7 separate regions of the Mus musculus genome follow, and regions 2, 3, 4, 5, 6 and 7 are each linked to region 1. The links are chromatin contacts, called in public Hi-C, HiChIP or PLAC-seq and promoter capture Hi-C maps. All regions are on one chromosome and are shown on one strand. The core of a region is the stretch at or near the end of the contact, and the rest is flanking DNA. Distances in the headings are between cores, read along the strand shown. Region 1 holds the start of Mul1 (mitochondrial ubiquitin ligase activator of NFKB 1). Region 2 holds the start of Emc1 (ER membrane protein complex subunit 1). Region 3 holds the start of Rap1gapos (RAP1 GTPase activating protein, opposite strand). Region 4 holds the start of Micos10 (mitochondrial contact site and cristae organizing system subunit 10). Region 5 overlaps Nbl1 (NBL1, DAN family BMP antagonist). Region 6 overlaps Tmco4 (transmembrane and coiled-coil domains 4). Region 7 holds the start of Rnf186 (ring finger protein 186).

Evidence for each region. Promoter capture Hi-C pulls out the DNA fragments that hold promoters and counts their contacts. Hi-C and Micro-C count contacts between places; a contact is called where the count stands out from the background. HiChIP or PLAC-seq counts read pairs in DNA pulled down with a chosen protein or histone mark.
Region 2: an H3K4me3 HiChIP or PLAC-seq map of embryonic forebrain shows a contact between it and region 1, with 2.3 times the contacts expected there. The contact joins the promoter of Emc1 here to the promoter of Mul1 in region 1. A contact is called at or near these places in 1 of 115 datasets of contacts at active chromatin or transcription factors (embryonic forebrain) and 1 of 9 other capture datasets (adipose tissue).
Region 3: a FOXA1 HiChIP or PLAC-seq map of pancreatic cancer cells shows a contact between it and region 1. The contact joins the promoter of Rap1gapos here to the promoter of Mul1 in region 1. A contact is called at or near these places in 3 of 39 promoter capture datasets (hippocampal neurons, liver and pre-B cells) and 1 of 115 datasets of contacts at active chromatin or transcription factors (pancreatic cancer cells).
Region 4: a contact with region 1 is called in a Hi-C map of CD8 T cells, with 5 times the contacts expected there. The contact joins the promoter of Micos10 here to the promoter of Mul1 in region 1. A contact is called at or near these places in 2 of 39 promoter capture datasets (hippocampal neurons and liver), 2 of 484 Hi-C or Micro-C datasets (CD4 T cells and CD8 T cells) and 1 of 115 datasets of contacts at active chromatin or transcription factors (pancreatic cancer cells).
Region 5: an H3K4me3 HiChIP or PLAC-seq map of bone marrow-derived macrophages shows a contact between it and region 1, with 4 times the contacts expected there. The contact joins the enhancer-like site here to the promoter of Mul1 in region 1. A contact is called at or near these places in 2 of 39 promoter capture datasets (hippocampal neurons and liver), 10 of 484 Hi-C or Micro-C datasets (B cells, the G1E-ER4 cell line, cerebral cortex and 3 more), 3 of 115 datasets of contacts at active chromatin or transcription factors (bone marrow-derived macrophages and embryonic stem cells) and 1 of 9 other capture datasets (embryonic stem cells).
Region 6: a contact with region 1 is called in an H3K4me3 HiChIP or PLAC-seq map of embryonic stem cells, with 4 times the contacts expected there. The contact joins the enhancer-like site here to the promoter of Mul1 in region 1. A contact is called at or near these places in 3 of 39 promoter capture datasets (hippocampal neurons and liver), 1 of 484 Hi-C or Micro-C datasets (embryonic stem cells), 3 of 115 datasets of contacts at active chromatin or transcription factors (bone marrow-derived macrophages and embryonic stem cells) and 1 of 9 other capture datasets (embryonic stem cells).
Region 7: a promoter capture Hi-C map of hippocampal neurons shows a contact between it and region 1, with 6 times the contacts expected there. The contact joins the promoter of Rnf186 here to the promoter of Mul1 in region 1. A contact is called at or near these places in 3 of 39 promoter capture datasets (hippocampal neurons, liver and pre-B cells), 1 of 484 Hi-C or Micro-C datasets (CD4 T cells), 6 of 115 datasets of contacts at active chromatin or transcription factors (T-cell acute lymphoblastic leukemia, bone marrow-derived macrophages, embryonic stem cells and 3 more) and 1 of 9 other capture datasets (embryonic stem cells).

Annotation. Positions count from the first base shown.
Region 1 is chr4:138,433,154-138,436,242 of GRCm38.p6, forward strand. It overlaps Mul1 (mitochondrial ubiquitin ligase activator of NFKB 1), which reads left to right and starts at 1,519. Exons shown (of 4, transcript NM_026689.3): 1 at 1,519-1,726. The coding sequence starts at 1,607.
Region 2 is chr4:139,350,924-139,354,012 of GRCm38.p6, forward strand. Emc1 (ER membrane protein complex subunit 1) reads left to right here and starts at 1,664. Exons shown (of 24, transcript NM_146157.4): 1 at 1,664-1,794. The coding sequence starts at 1,697. It overlaps Mrto4 (mRNA turnover 4, ribosome maturation factor), which reads right to left and starts at 1,653. Exons shown (of 8, transcript NM_001290810.1): 1 at 1,346-1,653. The coding sequence starts at 1,373.
Region 3 is chr4:137,705,168-137,708,256 of GRCm38.p6, forward strand. Rap1gapos (RAP1 GTPase activating protein, opposite strand) reads right to left here and starts at 1,439. Exons shown (of 2, transcript NR_138594.1): 1 at 1,355-1,439. Rap1gap (Rap1 GTPase-activating protein) reads left to right here and starts at 2,300. Exons shown (of 24, transcript NM_001379234.1): 1 at 2,300-2,493. The coding sequence starts at 2,419.
Region 4 is chr4:139,129,575-139,132,663 of GRCm38.p6, forward strand. Micos10 (mitochondrial contact site and cristae organizing system subunit 10) reads right to left here and starts at 1,539. Exons shown (of 4, transcript NM_001163006.2): 1 at 1,348-1,539. The coding sequence starts at 1,411.
Region 5 is chr4:139,085,550-139,088,638 of GRCm38.p6, forward strand. Nbl1 (NBL1, DAN family BMP antagonist) reads right to left here. Exons shown (of 4, transcript NM_008675.2): 2 at 1-99. The coding sequence starts at 71. Among named protein-coding and RNA genes, the nearest start is that of Nbl1, 5.9 kb to the right of the region's middle. Within about 2 kb of position 1,417, at least 61 of the 459 cell types and tissues checked have an H3K27ac peak or open chromatin away from gene starts, as enhancers often do. A contact at or near this core is called in bone marrow-derived macrophages, where this site is marked.
Region 6 is chr4:139,000,065-139,003,153 of GRCm38.p6, forward strand. All of the region lies in intron 7 of Tmco4 (transmembrane and coiled-coil domains 4), which reads left to right. Among named protein-coding and RNA genes, the nearest start is that of Gm33214, 18 kb to the right of the region's middle. Within about 2 kb of position 1,602, at least 12 of the 459 cell types and tissues checked have an H3K27ac peak or open chromatin away from gene starts, as enhancers often do. A contact at or near this core is called in embryonic stem cells and liver, where this site is marked.
Region 7 is chr4:138,965,523-138,968,611 of GRCm38.p6, forward strand. Rnf186 (ring finger protein 186) reads left to right here and starts at 1,597. Exons shown (of 1, transcript NM_025786.4): 1 at 1,597-2,843. The coding sequence starts at 1,791. The coding sequence ends at 2,471.

The DNA of each region.
Region 1 (3,089 bases), core at 269-2,768:
CTTCTTTTTCCTGTCCCAACGTTTTTCCTGCCTCAACAAACGTTTCAAATTTTATTCAACCAACTGACTATTGGAATTAGATCATTTTTATTCTTTTGTTATTTAAAAAGCACTCCAATGAATATCATTAGGTCTATTTTGAGGAATTTAAAGGATAACCTATAGGACACTGCAAGGAGAACCCAGGCTTTGCAGGCAGATGTGCTGGCTAAGACTTGCGGCGACTCTGATGTCTGAGAGGAGTTGGACGAGTTCTCCAAAGGTCACCTGGGTTGAAGCCCATTATCATTTTTAGTTAAAGGTCTGAGTGTATTTATATTCTCCCCACCACTTGTTTTTTTGAGACAAGGCTTCTCTGTGTAGTCCCAACTGTACTAGAACTCGTTCTGTAGACCAGGCTGGCCTTGAACTCAGAGGTCTGCCTTCCTCTGCTTCCTGAGTGCTGGACTGTGTGTATTTCTTAACCGAAGCCTCAGTTTCCTCTCCTGAAACTCTACTGTGGCAGTGGTTGAATGCATCAAATGCTGGTCTGGAGTGACTGGGACGGAGCTAAGTGGAAGAACACTTGAAACCCTGGGTTTGGTCCCTAGATAGTGGAGTGAAACACAGGCCAGGCCTAAGAAATACGAACTACAGTACAAGGCATATAATAGTCACTCAATAAAAATATTTGCTGTTATTATTAAATAAGCAGTATGCTGTTTTGGGGGTGGCGTGGCAGTAGATTAAGAGCTATTTTCGCGATTCAACTGGTGTAGAATCAATTCAACTGGTGTAGTGGTTGAGGGCTTTGAAGCTGGACTAATTTTTCTCCAGCTCTCCTTTGCAGTATGGCTCCGACCATGTTCTCCATCCCCTCTGGCCCCAGTTTCTTTTTTCTTCTTCTTTCTTCTCTTCTTCTTCTTCCTCTTCCTCCTTCTTCTTCTTTTTTGGTTTTTCGAGACAGGGTTTCTCTGTATTGTCCTGGAACTTACTTTGTAGACCAGGCTGGCCTCGAACTCAGAAATCCGCCTGCCTCTGCCTCCCAAGTGCTGGGATTAAAGGTGTGCGTCACCACGCCGGGCTAGTTTCTTCATCTTTAAAAGCCAGGTTTCAAGGTTCTCCGATAGCTTAAAGCCTAACACTTCTTGGTGCTGAACACGCGTTTTACTCAGCTCCCCATCTGACGGCGGCGACATCAAATAATCCAGCAAGGGCTGGAGAAACAGACCAGTGAGTAAAGGTGCTTTGCCACCATGGCTAAGAACTTGAGTTCCATCCCAAGGACCCATAAAGTAGGAGAAACCGGGACGCTCAGATCGAGTCCTGCCCTCTATAGGTGCACCAAGGCACGCTCTCATAGGATAAATTAGATGTCATTTAACAATAACGGAGCAAGAACGTCTAGAAACCCGGAGGGAGAGCTCCCACGTGACCACAGCCAGCCCCACCGGTTTCCCAGGAGGCCGCAGTAACGTCGCAACCACCTAGGCAACGTCTTTGCTCCACCCCCGTCCTCCACTTCCGGTTTTTACGTCATCGACGGGCGACGGGTTCCGGGAAGGGCTGCGCGGCTGCGTAGGGGTCGCAGGTGATTTCGAGGCGGCTGGTGCGGCTTGGGGTCGCCATGGAGAGCGGTTCGCGACCGTCGCTCGGCCAGGTCATCCTGCTGGGCACCAGTTCGATGGTCACCGCCGTACTGTACTCCATATACCGGCAGAAGGCCCAGGTCGCGCAGGAACTCAAGGTCAGTGCGGGGGGTGGGGTGGGCAGCCCGGTCTCACTGGCAGCTCGCGCCGGGGCGCACCGGGGAGCCACAGGGCCCCAGACGACGCGCAGCCAGAGGGGATCCCGGGCACCTGCTGCAGCGAGGCTGCCCCCCCCCAGTGACCCTCAGTGTCACTGGACGTTATTGCAGTGCTGTAAAACTGTTTCTCGAAAACCTGCTGGGCACCAGGTAGTGAGAAAAACAGGCCATTGTCCTGGTGCACAGTGCATTCTAGGTCAACCACACGCCTACACGTAATTGGATCGTGTGATAGGGCGAGAATCGGGTTGGAGTAGGGCAGAGAAAAGCGGAAAGATAGGGAAACGGAGAGTTCCGTTCCTTTTGCTATAGTAAAATATCTGACAGAAAGCAGCTTAGGAGAGGGAGAAGGGTTATTTCGTTTGTAGTTTCAGGTTACCATTCATCATCGCGGGGAAGTCCAGGCCAGGAACTTGAGTCAGCTGCAAATCACGTCTGAGTCGAGAGAAACAACTATTAAACAGTCCAGAGCCCAGACCTAGAGAATGGTGTCAGTCACAACACAACAGCGAGTTTCCCCCCTTCAGTTAGAGCTATCAGGACAGTGTCTAAACAGCTATGCCTACACAGGCTGACTCAATATAGACAGTTCCTTGTTGAGACACTCTTTCCAAGTGATTCTAGATTATGGCCATTGACAGGGGGGCGTCGCCATTTTAAACAAGGTGATACTTGGGTCGGAGATGGAGGATGTGAAGATATGTAAGGCAGGGGTGATTCCAACGTGAAGAACAGCAAACTTAGAGGCTCATTTGGAGAACAGAGAACTTAAAGGCTCATCTATTTAACCGCTCCGCTCCAGGTTTCTACAGTCATTTCTTTGTATATTATAGTTACTTTAAAACTACATTCTCATTTGAGGGTTGCACTTAACAGCTCAGACGGCACATTTCCGTCTCTGTTTTATTTTTGTCTCCAGTCCCAGGTGATCTTTTGGCCTCTATTGGGTACCAGGCATGTATGTGATACACAGACATGCATGCAGGCAAAACCACCCATATAATAAAAAGTAATAAGGTAAAGATGTGAAAGGCCCTTGCTTTTGTGTTAGGACCCAGAGATAAAGCTGGGGTGGAGCGGAGCCCCCAGGGGTCTTCGCCCTCACTGGCTTGTCGCTGTTAATTTAGCTTTTGTAGTTGGCTTGTTGAGGACTGGTGGCTGAGGCTGGCTCTTATGGGTACCGTGGCACAGCTCTGCCTGGAACTCCAGCAACACGACACTTTTTGTCCTCCTTTCTTAGTTGACCGCCTTGCTCTGTGGCACCTGTCAAGCTGACGAACCTTGAAAGGGCGGGGGGATCATC
Region 2 (3,089 bases), core at 414-2,913, 920 kb after region 1:
TCTCCTAAGTGGAGGGATTCCAGGCATGTACCACGTCATCCTGTTGGGACCTTATCTTTCCTATTCTGTTATATACCTACACTTCATTTTTGTAATCTGAACCCAAGACTACAGCAACGCTGGGGAGAGGGCAGATGGGGGACACAACCTCTACTGAAAAGTGACCCAGGCTCTATCTGTCCTACTCCCAAGAGTTCCCGGCCTTTGCTTACATCTGTCCAGGGCTCCTTCCAGACCCTAACGACTCTATAAGAACTTACTAAAACATCAGCTATAATGCCCTGGGTGTCCCCAGGAGCCGATATGGCCCATTCATCTACCCTGCCTGCCACTCACAGTCCCTCTTTACAAGGCACACAGTCACACCCAGCCAGTCATTCCCGGACTCTCCACCGCTAGGATTCTGGTGCGACTTAGCATGCTGCAGGTGGTTGCTGGCCTTGCTGCCTTCATATTCTCTGTGCTATCAAGGGACCCTTTCAAAGCAAAGCCACACCAAAGGCTGGGTCTTTTCCTCTAAGCCCACTTTGTTCACTATGGCCACACTGGCTGTCCCACAATATGTTAATCACACCACAGACCCCTTTCATTTTGTGTTCCCTCTATTCCAAACGACCTTCTCTAACCGCTGAGAGTTTTCCTGACAACATTATGCAAAACACTATCACTCCCACCTGCTCCATACTCCACTTGGACTACCTGACACATTATACTGACTTGACAGGGGTATAGGAGACAGACAGACAGACACACACCCCTAACTAAGGTGGTGAGTCTGATGAAGCCGGACCCTTTTTGTTCAACTGTCTTGTCTTCTAACACCCACAAAAGCGCCAGCCCGCTAGCTTGATGTAGTGGCTCAGTATGGAATCCTAGTATTTGGGGCCAAGGCAGACAGTTGGAAGAGTTCAAGGCCCCAGCAATAAATAGACAAACAAAACATGCAGTAGTCGAAACTGTAAAACCCCTATTTTCTTGAGATAATGAGACCGTCCTAAGCAAATCTGAGCTACATCGTCAAGATCCTCTCTCAAACACACACGGTCGCTCGCACATGCCAGGGGATGTAGACCAGTGCTATGTGGGTAGTGTTTGCCTAACAAGAGCGTACTTGGTTTAGTGATGCTGCCTGTAATTCCAGCAATCGGGAGGTAGAAGCAGCAAGGTTAGTTGTGTAAGACTATCCTGGTTGGCAAGTTCGAGGAGAGCCTGGGCTATGCGACTGCTGTCGGCCCGGACCAGTTTCCAGCTCTCTCGCTATCTCGGCCGGCCGAGCCTCTCGGAGAGGCCCCGGCGTCTCACCCGCGTCCCCCTCGCCCCCTTGACGCAGGCCCCCCGAACCTACCTTTCTTGTCTCGCTTGGATTTGGGCATCGCGGCAAAGGCACGTGCGGCGGAAGACTGGGCGGCCGGTTAGGACCCGGCTGCCGCGGGGGCTTATGGGACGGCGCTCGGGGCTGCCCCTCGCGTGTGCCTGAACTGTGGCGAGCCCTCTCTTCCCCGCCTGCGCTCCGCCCAGTGTCCTGAAGGCCACTTCTCTGCCCAGGTCCCGGGTCCCTCCAGTCCCGGCGGCTTCCGAGTCCCGAGCACTCCACCAAGTCCCTCGCGAACCGGTTCCTCTCTATGGCTCTGCGGAGGGAGGGGCTTGAGGCCCGGTGCATGCCGGGCTGGCGGCAGGCGGTGCTTGGGCTTCAATCATGGCGGTCGCGGTGGCGTCTGGGTTCTGGATCTGGGCTGCTGTGCTGCTCGTCCCTGCGGCCGCGGTCTACGAAGACCAAGTGGGCAAGTTTGACTGGTGCGTACAGGTGACGCTTCTCCAGGACGTCGGTGTTTGCTTCCTCAGCATCTGTCTCCCTCCTGCTAATCTGAAGGAGATTTGCTATGGAGCCGAACCCAGACTATAACTTAACGGGGGTGCGGGAGGGTGCTTTCAGGGAGAAGTGAATGAATGAATGAATGCTGCACCCTGTGCAGAATGACAATGTGAGAGTCTCCTCTTCAGATATGAAGAGTCGTAAGATGTCAACCCAAGAGCTTTATGTTAAGCATGGAGGGAGCTCTTTAAGCCGCCCTGTGTGTGACGGTGCAGATTGCTCCGCAGTGAAGGCAGGCTTTAAGGGTTTTGGTCAGAGGTCACTAGTTCCCTCCTTTCCTGTCATGTCCGATTTTGTGGCTGTCAGGTTTGTGATCTTCTGGGTCCCAGGTCACTAGCCCCAGTGAACTTTAAGCCTGAAACTAGCTGGTGTCACTTAGTCCACTTGTCTCACAAGTTCTAAAGTGAGCCTTTTCCTCTGAGGGACTCTCTGGGTGCAGTGTGGCCTCTCCCTCTCCAAACTGACATTCGTTCGCTCACCCCTTCCTTCTGACTGTGCTTATTTCAGATTGAATAAGCATTTGGCTACTTATCAGTTGTATGCTTCTGGGGAAATTGACAGACAACTAACACACACACACACACACACACATACATATGTATTTTTTTTAAAGGTGTTCATTTTGGGTCCTGGTCCCAACAATCATTAGCCTATCTGGACTTTGGTGGCTCACAGCCATCTGTAATGGGATCTGATGCCCTTTTCTGGTGTGTCTGAAGACAGTGACAGTGTACTCACATACATAAAATAAATAAATAAATCTTAAAACAAAACCAAACCCCAAAGCCGGGCGTGGTGGCGCACGCCTTTAATCCCAGCACTCGGGAGGCAGAGGCAGGTGGATTTCTGAGTTCGAGGCCAGCTTGGTCTACAAAGTGAGTGCCAGGACAGCCAGGGCTACACACAGAGAAACCCTGTCTCGAAAAACCAAAAAAAAAAAATCAAACCCCAGAAGCTCCTTTAAAACAAACTAGGCTAAATAACACAGTGGTCTAAATGAGAGATGTCATCTAAATGCCAGGCTCAATCAGTGTGCCTCAGACAGCAGCATTTCCCCATTGCAACAGTGTGCAAGCCGTGCCCCTGGAAGTCTGTTGCCGCTAAAAATTAATTAGGCCGAGGACTCTGGGGTGTTGCCTGAGTAGGTAGGTGTTACATTTAGCTGGCAGACTGGTATTGTCTCCCATGTATATGGTGGCAGTTCTCTCCTGCCTTC
Region 3 (3,089 bases), core at 189-2,688, 730 kb before region 1:
GTCTTCTATGCATAGGACCTCCATCTCCATGGAGAACCCAAGCAAGGATGCTATCAGTAGCACAAGGGCTCCTGAGACCTCCTGCCTTCCCTGGAGGGCAACAGCCCTGGACAAGGCTACAGTAGTCCTCAGGAAACAGCCACTTGATGGCAGCCACTTGCTTGAACAGCTGGGTTTGAGAGTGAGGCTTCCCCCTGGCCATGGGACTGTTGTTTGTCCTGCCTGGGTTTTGGCCCTTCCATCTGGAGGGAAGGCTAATGTTGCAGATCCTCGGAGCCTGAGGCTCAGAGAGCCCAAGGTGGGCCCTTCAGTTACCAAGGAAGCCGCTATCCTTCAGCCTCCTGGCCTCCACCCAGTTGGCTCCCACTTTCCAATCATGCTAACGCAGCGCAGACAGTGAGCTTCAGACCGCCACAGCCCCACAGTGCACCCCTCCTCCAGACTAGGACCCATTCTGTGAACTGAAACCAGCTCCCAGAGTGACTCATTTGGATTTCCAGCAGGCTATTGGTGAGCTGAGGGAACCTGCCTGGGATACTCTCCAGTTTTCCTCAATACCCTATTCTGTTACATATTTACAATGATACTGGAACCAGTTTGAGGGGCATGTAACCTCCCTGTACCTAAGGGCAAGTCCCACCTCTAACATAGAGTAGACAGCTGCTGCTGCTACTGTTGCTCCTCCCCTCCTCTGCCTCCTCCTCCTCCTCCTTCTCTTTCTTCTTCTTCTTTAGTTTTTCAAGACAGGGTTTCCTTGTGTAATGCTGGCTGTCCTGGAACACACTCTGTAGACCAGGCTGGCCTTGGACTCACAAAGATCTACCTGCCTCTGTCTCCTGAGTTCTGGGACTAAAGGTGTGTGTCACCATTGCATGGCTGAGAGTGTCTTCTCTATTGACCTTGCCAGCTCGTCACTGGGCAGCGCCTTTGGAAGTGCTTTGGAAATAATCAGTATTACTGTGTCCCCAGAGCTGTGCAGGGGTTGTATTTTCTTTTCTTTGGGGAGCCACATTTAAATAGACACCGAGCTACCCTCTGCAGTACTCAGGGACTGTAAAATCTGCATACATGTGCATACTTGGCCTACCTATACCTAACCTGGGAGCCAGACCACATTCAGACAGACAGACAGACACAAGTACATATATCTATAGTGTATTCAGACTTGCTCATGAACACATAAAGGAGATAGAAAGTAAATACCCCCCCAGGCGTCCCTACCCACCCCTTCCTACCCACGGGTACTTCTATGCTACAGCAATGCAGTATGTCACGTAGAGCCACGACTAGCCTTGGAGACACACATGTACACAGATAAGGACCTAGACACATACGCAGGCGGCATCCACTCTACCTGGCCTACATATCGCCGGTGATTTGAGCAGCTTTGGCCTCCCCCAGGGCCACGGTAGGAAAAGATGCTCTTCTGGCTGCATTGTGTTGGGTACCCGGAAGTGTGCAGGCCTGGAAGTGGTTGCATAAATCAATATTTGCTGTTGTTAATTATTAAAGCCAAAGCTACTCGGTGTCTGGAATGCACATCTCTGGTGTTCCCGCTGGCTCTCTAGGTCTAAACCTGACCCTGGGCCAGGTCTGGGAGGGCAGGGAAAGTGCTGCCTGCCTTCCTTTCAGGAGCTCCCTGGCCCTGGGGACAGAGGGTAGTAGACAGCACTTCTGGGAAGCTGTAGGAGATCTGCCCCCCGCCCCTAGCTGGAGGACAGTCCTGCCCCTAGAGCATCCAGACTTCTCCAGCATCTGTCTTGGGGTCTGTCCCTGCTGCAGACTGGCTGCACCAGCCTAAGACACAAGGACTTCAGGGTCAAGTTGGGGGTGGGGGGTGTCGTTTCAGAAGCCTTGTAATTTACAGATGGTAAACTGAGCCAATGGAGGTGCCAGAGACTCTGCAGCTTCAGACTCTTCCAGGGATCCCGGGGTTTTCTAGCAAAAAAAGCTATTGCACCTCTTGGAATATGATTTTCTAGTGAAGACATTTGTACCTCCTTGGTTATGGCGATCTGGTGAGACACGCAAAGGGTCCAGCAAAGAAAGTGCTTAAGCACCATCTCCAGTACTCCTGCATTCCCTGGGCACAGCTGTCCCAAGAACCTTGTCCTTGAAGCCCAGAGGCAGGGTCTCCAGTCTGGGAAGACACAGCTGCTCACAGAAGTGCCTGAGGCTTCCCGCGCGCAGGCGCAGTGTCCTGGGCCCCTTGCCCGGCCGCCCCGCGAGTGGGCGTGGTGGCCTTCCGCCCCGCCCCTCCTCCGCGCCTCCCGCACCTGGCGCCCCGCCCCCTCGGGCCCGGCAGCAGGGTGAGCCCAGAGAAGGCAGAGCGGCGGCGGGCGGGACAGGAGCGCAGAGCTCGGGCTACGGGGCCCCGGGCCGGGCCGGCTTACAGCGCCGCCGGGGCTGGGGCTCGGGATGGCGCAGCCGCGGCCCCCAGCGCCCCATGGCCGTCCGCGGAGGGGCTCGTTGCCGGCGGGGGCCGGCTGGCAGGTGAGGACCCTGGCAGGGGCGGCCTGGCCGACTGGGGACCCAGGGCCATCAGTCAGCCTTACTACCCAGAGTCTGGCAGTCTGTGCCTGAACCCCGTCACGGTGGGTGTGTATGTTTTTGGACTGACACCCGAACTACACGGAGCACCCTAGTGTTTTCCAAAGCTGCCCCTGGGTCAGACGTAGGGACACTGTGGCCATGGGCTGCAGTGACACTGGGTGTGTGTTTAACTGTTGTTGGGACTGCCTGCTGCCTTTTCCACACAGATGGAGCGATATCATAGGGTGACTCTGGTGGCTCTTCCCCAGGTGGGATGCCCGGCTTCTGGCCACACCACTCCCAGCCTTCCTTTGCCATGTGTCAGGGCGTCTGCTGTTGCCTGTGGGGCTGTAACTGTGGGTGTTACTTGATGCTCTGTGTGCACACTCTGGGTGACAGTGCCATGTGTCAGTGTTTATGTGGTTGTGATTCTGGTGCAGCCATGTGTGGTGTTTCGTTGTGGCTGGCTGTTTGGTCACCTTAAGTAGGACCTCCTCTTTTCCTCAGCCCTTTGCTGGGTCTCTTTAGGTCAGAGACTATCTGGCTGACCCTGAAAG
Region 4 (3,089 bases), core at 289-2,788, 700 kb after region 1:
TTCAAGACTATGCAGGAGTACCAGTTTCAAAAACGGGGGGGGGGCGGGGGGGAGAGAATGGGATCTAAGTTTCAACAATAAATGTTAGTATAGAAGAAAGAGTCGGAGGAATTGGAGAGACAGCTCAGTGGATAATAAAGCCCCTGGCATAAAAAAAAAAAAGACTTGAGCTCAAATCCTCAACACCCATGAAAAAATGCTGGGGAGGGGGAGAAGGCCGATCAAAACTCAATGGGCAGCCAGTTTAGGCAAACTGATGCGCTCCAGTTCCTGTGAGAGTCCTGTGTAGTGGTGCACACCTTTAAATCCAGCAGAGAGTGTCTGAGTTCAGGGCTAACTTGGCTGACATAGTTTTCCTGGCCAGCCAGGTCTCCATAGTGAGGCACTGTCTCAATAAATAGGGCAAAGAGCTACTGAGGGAGGGAAGCCACTCATCATCGATCTCTGGCCTACACACCAATAGCTGCAGACAATCAACAAGAGAAAGATGGAGTGGACGAGGATCAGCAGAGAGCCTGAGAACCCCAAGGAAGAAATCCTGGGGGGGGAGGGATTCTCAACTATGCCACATTATCAGCAACGCGATTTCAGGCAAGCTCCTTCACCGAGCTCCAACTCACGACGAGACAGGTCATTTCCGAGCTACCGTGGCGAGCAGCGCGCCTAACATCTGCATCACCATCACTATTATATGGGACACCCCCGCCCCCCGAGCCTCCTTCCCCGACCCCGTGACCTCACAAAGTGTGTCGTCACAGGACGCGTGTCCAAAGAGACAACCTGGACTACCGAGGGGGCCGGCGGTGGCCGCGATCTATCTGACTGCGGCCATTCTTCCGGAGAATAACCCCCGGCTCCAACTGCAGACCCGAGGCGGGTTCGGATCAATGAGGCCGGGCACGACCGCAATTGCCAGCGCGGCCCGACGGAGGCGGTTAAGCGCCTTCTTCTATGACCTTCTTCCGAAGGCCGCTTGCTCCCGGCTGGGGAGCCGTCTGCGCTCCGGCCGGCTGCTCGCCTAACCCGGGGGACATGGGGCATGGAGTGACAGAGTTTCCCGGCGCGTCCCGCACGCCTTCCCACTCCCGGAGCACCGCTGCTTCCCCGGGCCTGCACCTCCAGCCACCTCGGAAACTCCCGCGCCCTTCGGCCCGTTGTCCTCGCCGCCCTCGTCGCCCTCGTCGCCCTCGCCGCCCCGCTTGACAGTCGTCACCTGTCAGCGCCCCGCAGCTCAGCGCGCCCCGCCGTCCAGACAGCAGCAGGCCGCGGCTTGACCCCTGCGGCTTCCCGTCCGCGCGCGGGCCGCTCGGCTCCAGCCCAGGGCCTACCAGAGGCAGATGAGCTCACCTAGCTTCACGACCGTGTCGGCCATGCACCGGTCCCACTTTCTGCCCAGCTCGGACTCCGACATGTTCCTCACTGGCAACTCCAGCACTCTTCACGGCCGGCCCCCGCGCTCCTACTGATGGCAAGTCTCGCGAGAGCCGGCCGCCACCATAAGCTTCCGGCCGGAGCCGGCGCGCCAAATATCGCGGGATCACATACGTCGTCCCTGGCTTCCGGCTTTTCTTCGCTCGGTCGTCAAGGTGACAGGTTGCCTGGGAGCCGGAGGTGACCCTGACCTTGGAGATAGCGGAAGGGAAGCGAAGACTGACTACATCCAGAGTACAGAAGGCCTTGTCTTTCCTGGGTTTTTCATATTTGTACATAATTATTTTGGCCATTGCCCTCCTCCCGTTCTACTGTTGCCCTCTTTCATCCTCCATTTTATACCTACTGAACCCCATCTTCCTCATGTGTGTATGTGTATATATGTGTGTATGTATATGTATACATGTATATATATAAAATATACGTATATTATATATCTATATTATATATAATAAAACATATAACAAATAAAATAATGTGTGTGTGTGTGTGTGTGTATATATATATATATATATATGTTATATACTTTGTTTTTGTTTTTGTTTTTTTTTTTTTTTGAGGCAGGGTCTCTCTGTGTAGCCCTGGCTGTCCTGGAACTCACTCTGTAGACCAGACTGGCCTTGAACTCAGAAAACCCCTGCTTCTGCCTCCCAAGTGCTGGGATTAGAGGCATGTGCCACCACTGCCCGGCATGTTATATGAGGGTTTGGTTTTGTTTTCTGTTTCTCTGATTGTCTCTGTTTTGTTTTGTTTTGTTTTTCAGAGACAGGGATTCTCTGTGTAGCCCTGGCTGTCCTGGACCTGGCTCTGTAGAGCAGGCTGGCCTTGAATTAAGAGATCTACCTGTCTCTGCCTTGTAGGGCTGAGATCAAAGATGTGCACCACTCCATCCACAGTTTAATTAGGGTTGTCTGCATGGCCACAGTCGGGGAGTATTTATTTGAGCATGAACGACTTCCATTCAAATGGATTTAAAAACAACCCCCCACCCTGCTGCATTTTATACAGAGTGTGTGGGTGCCTGCGCATGCCCTATAATGGCACATGTGGGAGTCAGAGGACAGCTAGTGGGAGTGGGTGCCCCTCCACCCTGTGGGTGCCAGGGACTGAACGCAGATCACCAGACTTAGAGGCAGTGCTATTACTTGCCGAGTGACCTAAACAGCCCTAAAGCGCAACCAGTGTTACTTTATAGATACTTCTTTTCTTCCACCCACTCAACCCCCTAACACTAGATAGGCGATAAGAAAGGATAGGGCAACAGGTGACGTTATCATTAGACTGTTTCCTGCTGATGAGGGGCATTGAGTTCCTTGGAGCAAGCTTGATCTTCTCCAGCAGAATAGCTAGTTTCTTATTGTTTCTTCCCACTTTACTACTTAACCAGCAGCAACCCACCAACAACCTGCCCCTTGAGGCCCTAGCATTTATAGACCCTTTGGAAAGTCCCCAGGATCCAAACGTCACACAGTCGCAGAAACCATCTGCAGCTGGCAGAATCACACCCCTGGTAGAGCTCGAGGCCACGTCAGCGCTGTGGACAGTCTGAAGCAGCCCTACATCCCACACCTGGGATTAAGACAAAAGCCAAGTCTTATTTCTGTGTTTTTCAAAGAAACCAAACTTCTCACTACTCAAATACCTCTCTCTCTCTCTAT
Region 5 (3,089 bases), core at 167-2,666, 650 kb after region 1:
AGCTTGTTGATAGGTGGCGGGGCAGCCAGCAACATGACAGGGAGGACGGCCCCCACCAGGACCCAAAGCATTGTGCCCGTCACCTCCGGAGCCCTGGAACTAAACACAGGTGGCAGGTGAGGTGCAGTATAGCCTCGGAGGTTAGGTGCTCAGGAGCAGAGGTGCCTTCCAAACATGGACTCTGATCCCAAGAGTCAAAGTCAGATCTGCACATGTAGCCCAGGCTGACCTTCAATTAAGTCTGTACCCAAGGATGATTTTGCACTCCTAATTCTCCTGATCCCACCTACCCTATGGCCAGCTCCAAATACACCTCAGACCTCTCTAAACGTCAGAAGCAGCTATATGTAGCATCGCACCTGCCAGCGCTGGGGAGACTGAACGGTCCTCAGTAGGATAGTTACTAATGTCAGACTGGGAATGCCCCTCAGTGGTACAGTGTCTGCCTAGCTTGCACGACGGCTCTGGATCGAATCCCTCAAATTATAAACCCGAAGTAATCCTTTGATTACAGCCTTAGAGACGGCTGGCTATTGTCCATGCCTCCTAAAAAGACATCGATACTCAACTCTATACCACTCAGATATGTTTCTTCTTATGATTCTCCACCAGGGTGTAGCACACATCATTATCCCCAGACTATTTACAGAGTTCTCTGCTTCAGGAGTAAAACACTAAATTTCCCAGTCAGCCACTAGATGGCGCTGCAGGACAGAAGTCTGTGTTTAAAGGAAACACTCAGAGGGGGACTTCTGCCACCTTCCCCAACTTTATCTTCTGTAGGCTTCACCCAATCCCCTACCCCACCCCACACACACCTCAGAAATAGTGGACGGGGGAGTTCAGAGAGACCTATACCAAGGAAAGTGCTTCCAAAGGCTCCATCCCCCTGACCCCTCTGAGACAGGACACTGAAGAAAGGGATGGATCTGTCTGTCTAGTGCTTTGTGACCCTCCATCTTCAAGTCTCAGTTCCTCTCTACCTGTCCTCCACCTGTAAAATAAATGGCACTTTCACACCTGATAGTGTCTCAGAATTCCCTGGGGACTTACAGTGTGAAAGCTGCCAGCTGCGATAAGATTCACGCTTTCCCAGGGTGGTTCGGATAGACTCAGCCAGGGACTATACCCAGCTCAGTTGGGAACTGTGTCTTAGTTCAGTCCCCAGAGGGGCCTGGATGCGCTTGCCTGTGGGGCAGAGGAGCAGGGATGTATTCCTCTAGTCCTCTGTAAGCCAGGTACCAGGAGTGGGGAAGCAGGTATTTTGAAAAGTATCTATGGAGGGGACAGTGAGAATCCAGGGGCACTGAGGGAGTGGAACCCCAATAAGTTTCTGCTGTGATCTGCACAATCCAAACTCACCAACAAGATCTACAGCAAACCTATATTCTTAGAGCAAGCACACCCTAAAGGAACTGACTGGACTCCTTAACTGCAACTCAACAGCATCAGCCTCCTGCTCCCGATAGAGCCCCTGCATCCCCCTCCTCCCACTCCCAGGAACTAACCTGAGCCAATGTATGACCTTGGCCTTCTAAAGCGGTCCAGAACCCATAGAAAAAGACCAGAACTCCAGGGCCCTCCCTGTGCGGGGCTAGCCTCTCTAGGCATCAGAAAGTCCCTGCTGTGTCACCTGACTCTGTGACACTTTCTTGCTCATGACAGGCAGGAAGTGAGTAAGACCCAGGTAGGAAGGGAAGCAAAAGTCTCAGTAGGAGTTAGGTTTGAGGTTTGAGCTGAGTCTCAACAGCAGTCAAGATGGATTTGGGAGTCTGACTTGGACCCAGAACTCGGAGAGGGTGAGGCTTAAGGCTGCCACAACATGGGGACTGGCTAAAGTGAAGATCAGCCTGGAGGTTGACCACAAAGCTACCTGGAGACAGGATAAGGGGACATTTGCAGTGTCCCTGGCCCAGAGAGCAGTCTCTGTTGTTAGAGCTGGCAGAAGTTAAGGAGAAACGAGTCTTCCTTTTCAGATGGCCCATGGGGAACTAGGATTAGCCATACCCTTCAGAAGAGTGGTATGCCCCAACCCACCACACCCTGACCAGGGCCTGGCAGCAGAACACTGGGATCACCCTTGACCTCCCCAGGACAGCAGCCAGAACACCAGTAGACCAGCCCGCTGTCCCTGGAGTTCTCAGTGTTCAGATTCTGCAGCCTAAGAGCTGTGTGGCTGTAAGAAAGACTTCATCTCTCACAGCCTACTTCCCTGTGTAAAGGAGAAACACTGCTCCTTCCCAGAGCTGGCATGTTCCTAGGACAGTACCCAGCATCCAGCACCCATTATACAATACCCAACATTCAACACCCAGCAGCCAGCATCTAACACCCAGCACCCAGCATTCAACATCCAATACCCAGGACCCAGCATCTAGCACCCAGTATCCAATACCCAACATCCAACTCCCAGCATTCAGCACCTAGTATCCAACACTCAGCATCCAGCACCCAGTATCCAACACTCAGCATCCAGCACCCAGTATCCAACATCCAGCACTCAGCACCCAGCACCCATTCAGTAACCAGCATCCAGCACCCACCACCACCCTCACTTTCCAGGACCATGAGTAAAGCTGGGCAATGTGGGAAGGAAGGCAAAATTTGCCATTAGGAAAGCCCCTCCTCTACCGCTCACACCCTACCCAGAGACCATGGTGCCCTCCACCTGCCTACCACCGCATCTTCTGTTCATTTCACTTGTTTATGTTCTCAACCAGCAACTCAGTGGCTCGTGTCTGTCTACACAGTGGTTAGACTCTCCCTTCCTGGGCCCTCAGAGCCTCACCCAGCTTCTCATAGCTTCCACCCTGAAGGTCACACAGAGTGCCAGAGAGCCAGGGCAGGACCGGAGTCAGTCAGTCATCTGTCCAATCAACACCCAGGCTCTGCAGAGCTTGTCCCAAGACACTTCCAGCACCAGAGAAGAGCCATGTCCTCTTGTGGGCCGTTTCATTCCCTGTAGCTGACACTCCCTTTCTGGGTACCTTCGAGGAAGGTGAGAGAGAATCTCAAGGGTAGAGCCCGAGGGCCCTACATTTACCCACAGGGGAAATGCAGACATGTGGCTGAGTGAGGGGGGTGGAAGG
Region 6 (3,089 bases), core at 352-2,851, 570 kb after region 1:
AATACATTTGCATTTTTCACAAGTTGGAGCCTTTTATGGGTGGCTCTCCAGAACAGCCCATTAAGCTCTGGGTACAGGCTTCTAGAATCCTCTAGCCTGCAGCTCAGACTCTTCCACGGGCCTACAATCCACCCTGACGCCACACTGGCAGGGACAGCTGTGGCCCTCCTTGCCACCACATGTTTCTTGCACTGATCGCCTTTCTCATCGCTGTGACCAAGGACACTGTCCTGGCGGACAGACACTGCAGGAAGGTGCTTTTCCGGGGCAGAGGCCCATCCACTGCAGTAAGTAAGAGTGATGTGGGAAACTCAGCTGCATAATTGATGGTAATAGAGGACTGGTTTCCCCTGATTTTGTTTGTCTGTTTATTTTAACTTAAAAATAGACTATCAGGGCTGGAGAGATGGCTCAGAGGTTAAGGGCACTGGCTGCTCTTCCAGAGGTCCTGGGTTCAATTCTTAGCACCCATATTTATAACTGCAGTCTCAGGTAATCCGATACTCTATACCACACGTGGTACACAGACACTCATGCAGGCAAAACACCTACCCACATTATCGCATTAAAAAATAAAGTCTTTAAGAATCTACCAGCTTAAGAAAGAAAGGGTTTATTTTTTAATAATAATAATAATAATAATAATAATAATAATAATAAAAGAAATCAAAAGGAAGGAGCCTGACTGCTCCAAGCATGGTGGAGGAGGTTCATTGTAGGTCTGAGGGAGAGCAGAGTCAGAGGCAGGGACATCTGAGAGAGTCCAGAGTGAACACAACCCTGAGCTGGGCCACATGAGAAGGTGGGGGAGGGGAGGGGAGAGCCAGGAGAGTACAGAGCAGACAAAAGGTCCAGATAGCCAAAATGGCTGAATTATACAGGGAAGGGAGGCTGGGGGAAGGGCAGCCCACCCTGGGCTGGAAAAGTTTAGGGTAGAAGATGGGCAGTGCCAGCCATGCCCATAAGAGGTAAGGGCTGAGAGATGCAGGGAGAACCTGGCAGCCAGGTCTGCTTTGAGATGCTAAATAGGCACCTTGGCCATTTGTCCTGGGTTTGAGATGTAACAATTGTGGCTCATAGTTTCTGGGTGAGATCTATCCTAGAGGGGACAGCATGGGGACAGAAAGCTTTTCTGGTTGTAGTGGGAGGAGCATGAGGCAAGGTCACGTGACACTGGCGGTCAGGAAGCAAGGAAAGGTGGGTGTTCACTCAAGCACTAGCTGGCTCACTCTCTCCTCTCTCCCTTTATTCAGGCTTGCTCCCCAGTCCTTGAGATGTGACTGCTCACATTTAGGGTTGGTCTTCCTTTTCCACCCCTGGGAAGCTTCCAGTAGGTCAAGCTTAGGACCAGGCAGGCACTTAGCGAAGTCCTGTTGAATGAGTTCAGGAGAGACCTGCTGATTTTGTAATGGAGGAAGGCATCTCAGAGATAAGGCTAACCATGCCATCTGCCAAAGTTACTCTGTGAGTGGCAGGGCCCCATTCTGCCCGCGTTAGTTTCCTGGGGCTCCTGTTAGCCACCTGACTTCGCTGTGTCCTCTGTGAAACCCAGAGTCTGAAATGCAGCCAGCAGGATGGTGCTCCCTCTGGAGGCTCTGGCGGGATCCTTCCTGCATCTCCATTCCAGAGCTTTGCTGGAAATTTGGAGTCTTGGCCCCAGCAGGCTCACAAGGTCATCAATAACGGTCTTTGATCCCGGAAGACTACTGTAGGCTCTGGTCCAGAGGATACTTTTAGTCCTTTATTTATATTTTCAGTTGTGGGAGGAGCATGCTACAGGGCATGTATATATTGTGTGCACATGTGAAGGTCGGCTGACAACCTCAGGTGTCGGTCTTCACCTTTCATCTTGTTTGGGACAGGGAGCCTTTGTTATTTCCTGTGTCACTCACCAGGCTAGCCAGCCCACCAGCTTGCAGAGATTCTCCTGTCTCCCCGTCCCGTTTCTCCTTAGTGTCCAACTTTACTTGAGTTCAGGGGATCCGAACTTAGGCTGTCATGCTTGCACAGCAAACATTTTACCCAGTGAGTGAACTTTCCAGCTCGGTGTCCTCTTAAACTGTGTTGTGTGTGCTATGCCAGAAAGCCGGAGACCAGGTAACTCGCAGAGAACAAAGATCAACTTCTTCAAGTTCTGAAAGGCCGGGTCCAATATCAAGGGACCTGCACCTGGCAAGAGCCTTCATGTCAAAGTGTCCGGAGGCAGAAAATGTAAGAGTGAGGGAGGGCAGGAAAGAGAGAAAGAAAGCAGAATGGGGCTGGGACCCACTCTGGCTGTGTCAGCCTTCATCTCTCCAGACTTAATCTACTCTTAAAGGTCCCACCACTTAACGAACAGGCATTAGGACTAAGTTTCCAACTTGCTTTTGATGTGCATATTTAACCCAGAGCTGATAGTATAATCCCAGTGACTAGAAAGACATTGTGTGTTGAGCACGCACTCTGTACCAAGCTTGGACCTAGGGGCTCATGTGGCCACCTGACTCCCCTGCCCCCAGTAAAGCACTTCAGACACATGCCTCAGTTTGCAGACCTGAGTCTCAGGAGGTCTCAGGTCAATTTGGATGATCTCATGTCACCAGGAGAGACCAAAGTCAAGAAAGGGAAGGGAGCCTTCTAGGAGAAGGACAGTGAAAAGTTGGCTCACAACCAACACCAGGTCTCCAGCCTCTTAGGCCACCGCTTTCTCCCGTTGCCTCTCCACTGGGTAGACGGGCCTGACTTGGCCTTGCTCCTCCATCTGCCTCAGTTTCCTTTCTCACCAGAAAGCCATGTGACTACTCCTCATTTCATCAGCAAACTTCAAACCACCATGAGCACATGGGGGCACCAACATACACCACCACACTATGGGCAACCTTGGCACAGGCTCTGACAGGATCAGTGCGTGGGTTTCAAATGGCTTCCTTCTCTCTTAGGGGCATCTTTGAATGTAGTGTCTCAACCAGCACTGCTTTTGTGTTTGTATTAAGAAAACCCACCACTTACTAAGCACCCTTACTAAGGTGGATGGATGGATGGGTGGATGGGTGGATGGATGGATGGATGGATGGATGGATGGATGGATGGATGGATGGATGGATGGATGG
Region 7 (3,089 bases), core at 347-2,846, 530 kb after region 1:
GCAGGCACAGCCCCTCGGGGTAGAGGGAAGGGTTTAACCCAAGAAGCTTGACACCAGTAGCCACTGACAAGCCATCTCTGGATTCACTGTGGTGCTAGTTGTTGTTCTTGTTTTTTGTTGTTGTTGTTGTTTGTTGTGAGGGAAGGGACATCTATCCCAGCTTGCTCTCTCTCTCTCTCTCTCTATATATATATATATATTATAAGGGAAATAAGGGAACACCATTATCACAGACCCCATTACAGATGGTTGTGAGCTACCATGTGGTTGCTGGGAATTGAACTCAGAACCTCTGGAAGAGCAGTCAGTCCTCTTAACTGCTGAGCCATCTCTCTAGCCCCCATCCCAGCTCTCTCATTCCAGGCATGGTGAGGGGGACAGAATTTCATGACTGCCACACTTCGTCCCCTCTACCATGCCACATGGAGTCCTACCAGCTTAAGCCAGCCACCCAGAGGCCAATAGAATCTTCATGGATTGACATGGCTGAGTTCCACGAGACTGGGAACCAGACCTTGGACATGGCAAGATCCTGCCCCTGTGGTAGGCCCCTTGGCAGGCAGCCAACAAGCCAACACCCTGCCCCTGTGCCCAGACCTTTCTTACAGAGCTGGCATTCTAGGAGACCACAGGTGAGGACCCAGGCCGGGAGAGCTGGCTCTTAGAAGACCCAAATAACAGCAGTTTATGCTTATGCCTGGGTGCCTAGAGCCAGGGGTCTGTTCCCGCGGTGCACTGACAGGAGAGATAAATACCTGGGAACCGGAAGCTGCTAATGCAGCTGTGAGGATGACAAGAAACTGAATGGGCCAATGTGTGCTTGTTAGTTTCGGTTTTCTGTTCAGACTTTCCTGTCCCCAACACTTCGCCCAATCTCTCTTTCTCTTTTTTCCTAATGCCACCCATTTGCCCATGTTTTCAAGGCACAAACACTCTCTTCTGCATTGAGTCTGAAATCTAGAAGGTCTGGAGGCCTTTCTCAGAGGGATGCTTCCCAGTCACCCTCATCAGGACCACAGAGATGTTGGAGAGCTTTACAGTTGTTTACACCCCATCCGGGCCTGACACATCTACCCCTCTGTGCCTCGGAGCCTGGTACTCTGCATTTTTAAAGGCTGATGAGATGTCTCAGCAAGTATGCCAGCAATTGTGACACCCTAAGTTCTACCCCGCAGAACCCCCCTCGTTACACAAGAGAACTGACTCTTTCAAGTCCCTTGACCGCCACATGTGGACCATGAAGACATGTGTCACATGCCTACACCGGCACACACAGAGAATAAATGTAATTTCTAAAGGGTTGTGGGGTTTCTGCTCATTTCCCTACACCAGGGCTTTGATTGGCCAGGGGTGGAGGTGGAGGTGGGGATGGGGTGTCACTGGTGCGCTCCAGAGCGTAGTAGTAGAGACAGCGTCCCTGTCGGTTGTCATGTAGACACTCACCAGGCATGGCCCCAACAGGAAAGTCCTGATTCATGAGACTCCACCCACTTTGGCCCTTCTATCAGGTAATTCAAAGTCTCCAGGTCTCCAAGTTACTGATTAACCCTGGGTTTCGAGTAAAGAAATAATAATAACTGAAGGACCAACATAAGCGGAGAAACAAGCAGGGCAACCAAGGGAGCAAGATGCCAGACATCGGTTGTCAGCAGGTACCCGCAGAGAGCAGAAGGGAGACTGGAAGCGTCCCCACAGGACCGGAACCCATGCAAGTCCTGGCAGCTCCGGTGGATGTCGCATGCGGATGCCCGTGCGCGGATCAGCCTTGTCCCTCCACCTCTGTACCCAGAATGTCCTGCACTGAGGCCCCACAGCCTATCCCAGCGGGTACCACCACCACCAGCACCATCATTGCCTTGGGGCCCACCGGGCGGCTCAGCATCTCTGTGGAGGGTGACCTGGAATGCTTGGTGTGCCGAGAGCCCTACAACTGTGCTCGGTCCCCCAAGCTGCTTAGCTGTCAGCACACCTTCTGTGCCGTATGCCTGAAGCTTCTGCTATATGTGCAGGAAGACACCTGGTCCATCCCCTGTCCGCTGTGCCGAAAGGTCACTGCTGTCCCGGGAGGCCTCATCTGCAGCTTGCGAGACCAGGAGGCGATGGTGGGGCGTCTGGCCCTGCCATGCCCAGAGGTGCGCCTATGTCCTCAGAGGCTAGTGGGTTCTGCCGCTTCAGCAACTCGGCCAGCCAACTGGACAGGAGAAGAAGAACAGGACACTGTAAGTGTCAACCGTGTAGCTGCCCGGCGCCTGGCTGTACACTTGCTCTTGTTGGCTCTTGTCATTGTCCTTATCCTGCCTTTCATCTACCCGGGTGTCATCCGGTGGGTGTTGGCCTTTGTCATTGCTCTGGCTCTCCTGATGTCCACCCTATTCTGCTGTCACCCCCAGAGCCAGAACAGCAACTGGCTTTGCCCCAGGACTCTGTTCTGCAGAGAGCAAAAGCAAACCCAGATCACTTCTATTGCCTGAGAACTCTGGATCCCTACAGGCCCAGTGCTGCCAAGGTTCCCTCCTCCCCCAGACCTCACAGTCTGCATGGGTAAGGGGCTAGGGGCCGCCTTTCAAAATCACATTCGAACTGGACTTGCGTGTCAAAGCCAGACTGGCCATGTTGGATCAAGGATTCTGTGCTGGAACAGTGGGATCGCACCTGCCTGTTCCTGTGTAGCATAGGAAGGAAAGGGGGAAAGAGAGGAGACACCCCCTGAATGAGTGACTCAAGGGTGGTGGGGTCCCTACCCCTATTCCAGAGCTCCTAAGTTTTGTATATATCCCTTTGTACACATATTGGGACATTGGCCTTACTACAAAGCAAATAGAACCAGGTCTCTTTTGTAATCCATGTAGCTGGCTTCATTTTTTTTAAATTTGGGCTTTGATGTTTTGTGTCCTGGGAAGTTTGTGACCATCTCTAGCCATTGCCCACTTTCCCTCCTGGGGTGCCAGAGCCCAAGGGGATACTGCCAGGTTTTCCCCAGGGTTGCTTGCTACACTGATCCCAAACCTTCCATGCCAAAAGTCTCCTTACGGTTTCCCACAGGGTCCACCCCAGGGTGGAGTACACATGGAATTGGAATTGTAAAGTGG